Linked DNA regions of Arachis hypogaea: region 2 is linked to region 1. The links are chromatin contacts, called in public Hi-C maps. All regions are on one chromosome and are shown on one strand. The core of a region is the stretch at or near the end of the contact, and the rest is flanking DNA. Distances in the headings are between cores, read along the strand shown.

Region 1 (3,838 bases), core at 57-2,556:
AAACAATTTTCTTCTCAGTTCACAAAAAAAATTGTTAGGCCTTGTGTTGAAATATTTTGTGAATTGTACATATTAAAACTGACCATATACTATTTCAAAACAATGAGAAAGTTAGCAAAATATTATTGCATATTTGTGAAACACATTTGATCCATGTTTTGCACATCAAATGCACAACCGGTATTAGTTGTGACCATATTGATATTCATAGATTATTGAATCTCAATTTCCAATCCACTTCAATTCCACATTTCCTTCTATCCGTGAACTAATAATATTTCACAAGATTGAACCACAAATACAGATAACTTCCTATACCTTAAATCCTGAATGGAACAACCTATTTAATTTCTTCCTGCACATGTTGGAAATTAAAGGTTCGTTCTCCAATGCCATGAATTTAATAAGTGAGGAGAATCATTAACAAAACACTCACCAAGTACATCCTCCTTTTATTATACATATTAATTAACCCAAATCTTGCACCAATATTCAATTCTTTCCCAAATGATATTGCTATGAGCAACTTCTTCTGAACAAAACACTCATCAAGTACATCCTCCGTCCGTGTGCATGTGGTTAAAGTTTTTAAAAGTTTGAAGACGCTTTTAAAATGCATTTACCGAAGAGATTTTTAGAATTGGTTTATACTTATTAAAATTATAAAATCTAATGCAATTTCATATATTAATAAAAATATAAATTTATTCTAATATTTATGTCTATTATAATTTTTAAATTTTAAAAATCATTTTACTAAACATAATTGTTCTTATTTATATTTATTGAAAGTTGTGTTTAGTTTAATTTATCAAATATAGATACTACATTTTTTTAATAATATTTTTTGAAAAACAACTTTGATAAACTATTTTAAAAAAGTATAAGTTAATTTCTCTTCCTACATTATTGGTCTTTTAAATAAGGGCTAGATCGCATAATATAAATTAGAGCTAATAAAATTGGTTTTTTTTTTTTTTGGTCAGGTACCCCTTACACACACCCTTTTTCTTTACCAATGAGTTCCATATATCAATTTTCTAGACCTAATTAGGATTTAAACTTGGTGTACCTTCTAACAAGGCAAACATAGTTGCCACTAAACCAAGCTTTGCGGTGCGAGCTAATATAATTGGTTTAGTTAATTTCTGGTATTTACGAAATTAAAATTCTAGTATAACCCAATTAGTCGAGAGTCAATGGGCGGAAAAATTCTGGGCCAGCCTTCAAACATTTTCTATGGGTTTGGGTTTGTAATACAAAAACAAGCGAGGCCTAATTAGTTGAGTAGTCGAACATGGAGCAAAGAAACCCAATCATTAGCAGGCACGGCCTAAGCTTTGGGCCTGCTTTAACATCTTTTATTGTGTTCTGAGGCTGTTAAAAATGGTGATTTAACCAACTTGGGTTGGTCGAGTGGTTAGCTCACTCGTCCGCTTAAGTAAGTGTCGGGGGTTGGAATCCCGCCTTGTGCATGCAGCAATCCATTGGCCAGCGGCAAACCCTTAAATGGAGCTCCGATCCGAGACGGATTAGTCCTTGACCTGTCGGATTAGGGGATACCGTGGGCAACAAAAAAAAATGGTGATTTAAATGCGAGTCCAACTAGAGAATCTATCATATATGGGCTAATTTTGTCAAATCCCTAAACTTAATTTGAATATGTTTGCGCCGAAGAGCCTTAGCTCAGTGGCACTTCACCTCCTCCCTATTACTAAGGTCTAGAGTTCAAATTCTAGAGGGTGTATTTATGAAAAAAAAAATGTGATAAATATGTGAGGAATGTGTGAGTGTGTTGTGTATCTAGAATTGGAGGTTGTCCAATTCACTGACTAAAAAAAAAAATTTGAATATATTTGCTGATTTGTGTGAGATTTCTTTCGCCCGCCCCTGTAGTTTTTTTAAGTTGTGTTCGTTTATGAGAATAAGACAGGACAAAACAAGACGAGAACAAGATATAAAAAATAGAAATATAAGTTTACTGTTGAAATAAATTGACAATAATAAATATAATAAATATATAATTATAAATGTTACATATATAAAATTATAAATATTAAATTTAATAGAATAAATTTAAATTATTATTTTTTAGCATTGTCATTGTAATAAATTAATGCAAAAGATTGAGCTAAATACCCTTTATTAATTATTAATTAGTTCTAATGCCTTATTCCTTATTATTCTTGTCACGTGGTAATATCTCGATGTAAGACCTAGAGAAGTTTCATTCTTGCACCATGATGATCCTTATGTGTGTTAATTTGTTTGAACTAATTGTTAAGAAAAATATAGAAGAATAATGTTTTTTTAGAAAAATATAAATAATAGATTAAAAAATAAAAGTTAATTTTAATTTTAAATTTTAAATTAATTAGATTTATTTATATTCAGTGAACCTGTGATATAGCTTATTATTCATCATTTTTATTATCTAGAGAAAGTATAAGAAGCGTTTTCTCAACAACATAAATAATATGAAAAAGTTTCGCCCTTGCACCATGATGATCCTTATGTGTTCTAATTTGATTCGATTAACGGGAAATTTTATTTTACTTTTTGGAGTAGGTTAAGGTCGCTAAATCATTATCCGAACATCTGTTATTTTAGAGATTAAAGTACACGTCCTCTTTTGCGTGACTTTATCACTTGATTGAAAAATTCGCTACCCATTGTGCTTAATCACAACTTATTTGTTTAATTTACTTCTTATTATCACACTGTGATTATTGCATCGTGATGCAGATGACGCCACCGCATTACAACTTATATGATTAAAAATTAAACAACTTGATCACTCACACCAAGAGAGAGGGTTTGGTCAATTAATGTTTAATTTGTTATCGGAAGCAATACATACATATATCTAAGGAAAAAGGTCTCAAAAAGAAAAAAGTCTCAGAAATAAAAGTTACAATGATAAAGATTTTTTTTATTTCAATAAAAGCCAAATATCATGCTCAAAATTTGAGAAAGAAGGTATCAAAGTTCATACAAAAGATTAACCATAGTAAAACATATTTCAACTCCACACCTAACTAGTATGTCATACTATCCTCATTTCTATAGGTTTTTTATCTCTAAGATTACTCTATTTCTTTGTTTAACTAACAACAAAATAATAAACTGCTACCTCTAGCTTTTCTCCAAGTTCATAAAAATCTTACTTCCATCCATCTATTATAAACTTCAAAGACACTCAAGATATTTTGTTTGCATAACATTTCTTTGGTGTATGAACTAACAAGGCCTTAAACTCGAGGCCAATCTTATAAAACATACATGTCTACGGTTTTACTTGCTCAATATTGGATGTTGGGATCTATGGTCCTTTCATTTTTTTCCTTTCATACCTGCAAAAAGAACGAATTCACATGATACTCCTTATTGTGGTCAAATACCAATAAAATTTATCCTCTTTATTCTATTAAGTGTCCACCTCTACTCTTACTCATACCGAGTCCACCCACCTATATCAATTATGTAAGAATCAATAAATCAAATAAACAAATTTGATGGTAAAGGATGCAAAGTAAATATGTGCTTCTAAAATAGAGTGCTTTTATAATTCATAAATGTTCGATATATTCTTGTTTCATTAGCTATGGTTGGAGTTTTAGTTCTCTGTGTCTCTTCTATAATATATGCCACGTTGAAATTTATAAAATGATAGAATTTTAGTTTTGGCATTTAAATATCACTTATTTTATCACGTAAATTTTTAATAAATATTATTTAGAATATTATTTTTGAGTATTTGATTGCCAAAACTAAAACATTATTTTATAAAATCTAACATGACATTTAATATTTGTATATTCAAAATTGTTTTAAAGAC
Region 2 (3,636 bases), core at 239-2,738, 38 kb before region 1:
GTGAGATCGCCTCAGCCCCGTACAAAAATCACGTATACGGGATGGGGTCGTTCTTCGCCAGTAGCCTCCGCAACTCGACGTTGAGGCCGTCGTCATGCTCCACCACTAGTCGAGCCATGTAGCCCGAGGAAGGCATGGATTTGAGGCTCCAGGTGCAGGAGCTCCACTGCAGCCTTCACCAGCAGGCTCGGGAGCTTAACGATTATCGGGAGAGGTATCAAAAGATCCTCACCCACGTGACCACTACGAATGAGCTCAGGCTGAAATTTAGGGAGTCGCTAGAGCGAATGCAGCGTATGCATGCTCAGATAGAAATGTACCAGGCACAAATGCATGCCGCTGGCATCGTCCTTGCTGGTGGCACACGGACATCGTCATCGCCTCCTGCACCACCGACTCAAGGCCACGGGACTGACGACAACGACGACAACCTGGATCTGTAGATATTAGATTTTGTTTTATTGTTTGATACATTTATTTGGTGTACGAATTGACCACTAATTATGTAAAAAAAAATTAAAATTTAAAATTGTCATTTATTTCAAATTCCAAAAATAAAATAAAATGGCATTACCATGAGAATTACGGTAGGAATAATCCAAAGATAACATGGCACGTAAAAATATGCTTTGGCGCCAACATTACCGTCAGAAACATTCGATGGTAAGCAACTGGTCTCCTGAGCTAGTAATCCGTCACAAAATTTGACGATATGAAATAAATCCAACGGTAAATATTTACCGGTGAGGTTTATACCGTCAAATTATTTTCGACAGTAAATTGATTACTATCAGATATATTTGAGAAATCAGACAGTATTCAACGTTTTTCTTGTAGTGTATAATATATAAAAAAAAATCAAAACGAATAAGAATAGAAATATAACTTTTGTATTTTAGTTCAAATTTCAAAAGATCTACAATTTTACACTAATAAATTGAATGTGGTTTAAAATTACGTAAAATTGATTTAAGACAGACATGTGACGAAAATTAATTTAAGACATCTGCGTAATTTTAAATCCCGTTTAATTTATTATAGTGTAAATTACTCGTATAAAAATATTTAAAACAAAACATATAACTAATTCTAATTTAGCACATTTGTGTAGTTTTATACTCTATTTATTTTTTAGCGTAAATTACTCCAAAAAATGATAAAATTCTATTCAATTGTTTTATAGCCCTGGTTAAATGTTTAATAAAAAAAATTATAAAACAACTAAAATTTTCAATGCAATATAATTCATTTGTCAAAACAAAAATTTAACTTTTTTAATTTTAATAAAATTAACAATAATTTTAGTTTGTGAAACAAAATTGAAATTTAAAAATTTAGAAGAAAAATTAGTTGTAGGAAAAATGGAAAATAGAAATGTAGCAAATTAGCGATGGATGGATGTTGAAGACACCGAGGACAGTAGGTGGTTGGGAGACATTTCATTTCACGGCATCATTGCGCGCGTACGGAGACGCGTGTCTCGCAATCTATGGCTCTGTGGCCCTATCCCCTTCATTCATTGTTTCTGAATTTCATGAAATATGAGGATTCACCATGCCGTGGGGTTATCTTTCTTCTATTTCTAATGTTCTCATTTCATATCTGTCTCTTTTTCAAGTTTTTTTTTTCCTTCTCACAATTTAATATTAATTTTATGATATTTCTTATTTTAAATTTTATATCTAATGAAAAATACATTAATATTATTAGTTTTAGTTAAGTTTAATTATTCAATTAATTTTATTAGTTTTATCAAATTTACAAATAAATTTTTATATATTTTTTAAATTAAATTCCTAAACTATTCTAAATTTTATAATTAGATCCACTTATTTCGCACACTCTTTTTTTTTCTATCATAATCGTAATAAAGAATAAATATAATAATAAATTAACACTTTATAAATATGTTTTAATATTTATTGTCAATAAAAACTTAATTACAAAATTTAAATTGGTTTAGAAATTCAATTAAAAAAATATAAAAATTTAATTATAAATTTAATAAATTATAAAAACTAATAAAATAATTTAACCTGTTATTTACTGCTTATTTAAAGACAACAGCTTCAACTAGTGACGGATTTAAAAAATTTTGATAGTGGGGCAAAATATATAATATAATAATAATTTTTATAATAAAAATACTATATGTACATAAAAATTAGCTATCAAAATATTCACTAATCATTATATGTATTGTATAATTTATTTTTAATGTATATTTTTTATTTCAATATGTATATAGGTGATTATTTTTTATGTACATATAACATAATTAGTCTTTAAAATATCTAATTTACAAATTAAAATACTAAATAATAATTTAAATAATAACACATAATTTAAAATTTTATTATTTGTTTTATATTTTAAAAAAATTAAATAATCTTTTTCTTAACAATACAATCGAAATATCTCTCTTTTATATAAAATAATGCTATACATTCAAGTTTTTTTTTTGTTAAATAAGTCCAACCAAATTAATCTAAGATAACAAAAATCAGTTATGACTAGCATTATTCTAAGTCTTATTATTTAATTTGGTTAGACTTAGATCATAAAAAGACTTAAATGTGTAGTATTACTCTTATATATACATATATATAACTTTTCATACAATTAAAAGCCAATTCTTATTGAGATTCATAGTTGAGAAAGTTTTTTCAATTAATGTAGTTGTTACGAAAAAAATTAAAACTAATAACAAAAAAAGATAAATAATACTCTTTCGAGTCGATTTCTAAAAAAAATACAAATTTTTTTTAAATTGAGAATTGATCATTCTAATAACATCTAATATAAAATTTTTAAATTAATTATAAAGTACCAAAAATTGAATAAAAAATTATTGTGGGTTAAATTTAATAATTTAGTAGGGGCGAATAAATATTATTATCATGTACTACTCAAAAAAATTTCAAATCGTAATGGGGTGCTTGTCCCCATAACTACATATGTACATCCGTCCCTGACTTCAACGAATATTTTTAAAATAAATATAATATTATTTATATTTTTTGGTAATTTTATTTATTGATATATGTATGACTAAAGATATTTGCATTTTCTATTTTGTATTTTGTTTGTTATTTATATGTATACAGTAGAGAAAGTTATACACGTATCATGTTTAGTGTGTAAAATTTTATTTTGTTCAAAAACTAACTTATAGATTAAACTACTATTTCTTTTCACAATTATTTTAAATCTAAACAATTTATTTACGGAAAAAAAATTAAATCATACTTATGAAAATGGGCTCTAGTTTATAAAATTATACAATACTAAAATTTTACTAGATATTAAAAAATTATTCAAAACTTTTTGAACTATTTCAAATTTAGAGTTATATAATTTAAGATTTAAAATTTATAATTTAAAAATTATAATTTAAACAATAATAGTAAATGAAAATAATCATTTTATAAATTACATAATAACATATCATAAAATAATTTATACTATATATTATTATCTAATTTATGAAAAGATGAATCTCACAATTGTATCTTTAAAACCATTTTTCAAATTTAGTCTTATATAAAAAAAAACTATTTTTCAACTATTAGACCTAAATAAACTACATGGGAATTGAAAAAAAAATAAAAAGAAAAAAGAAAAACAGGATTATTG

Evidence for each region. Hi-C and Micro-C count contacts between places; a contact is called where the count stands out from the background.
Region 2: a contact with region 1 is called in a Hi-C map of leaf, with 2.1 times the contacts expected there. The contact joins two enhancer-like sites. A contact is called at or near these places in 2 of 8 Hi-C or Micro-C datasets (both in leaf).

The regions. Positions count from the first base shown.
Region 1 is chr3:16,219,234-16,223,071 of arahy.Tifrunner.gnm2.J5K5, reverse strand. No RefSeq gene overlaps it. Among protein-coding and RNA genes, the nearest start is that of LOC112789658, 4.0 kb to the right of the region's middle. Within about 2 kb of position 1,306, at least 3 of the 3 cell types and tissues checked have open chromatin away from gene starts, as enhancers often do.
Region 2 is chr3:16,257,878-16,261,513 of arahy.Tifrunner.gnm2.J5K5, reverse strand. No RefSeq gene overlaps it. Among protein-coding and RNA genes, the nearest start is that of LOC112789659, 17 kb to the left of the region's middle. Within about 2 kb of position 1,488, at least 1 of the 3 cell types and tissues checked has open chromatin away from gene starts, as enhancers often do.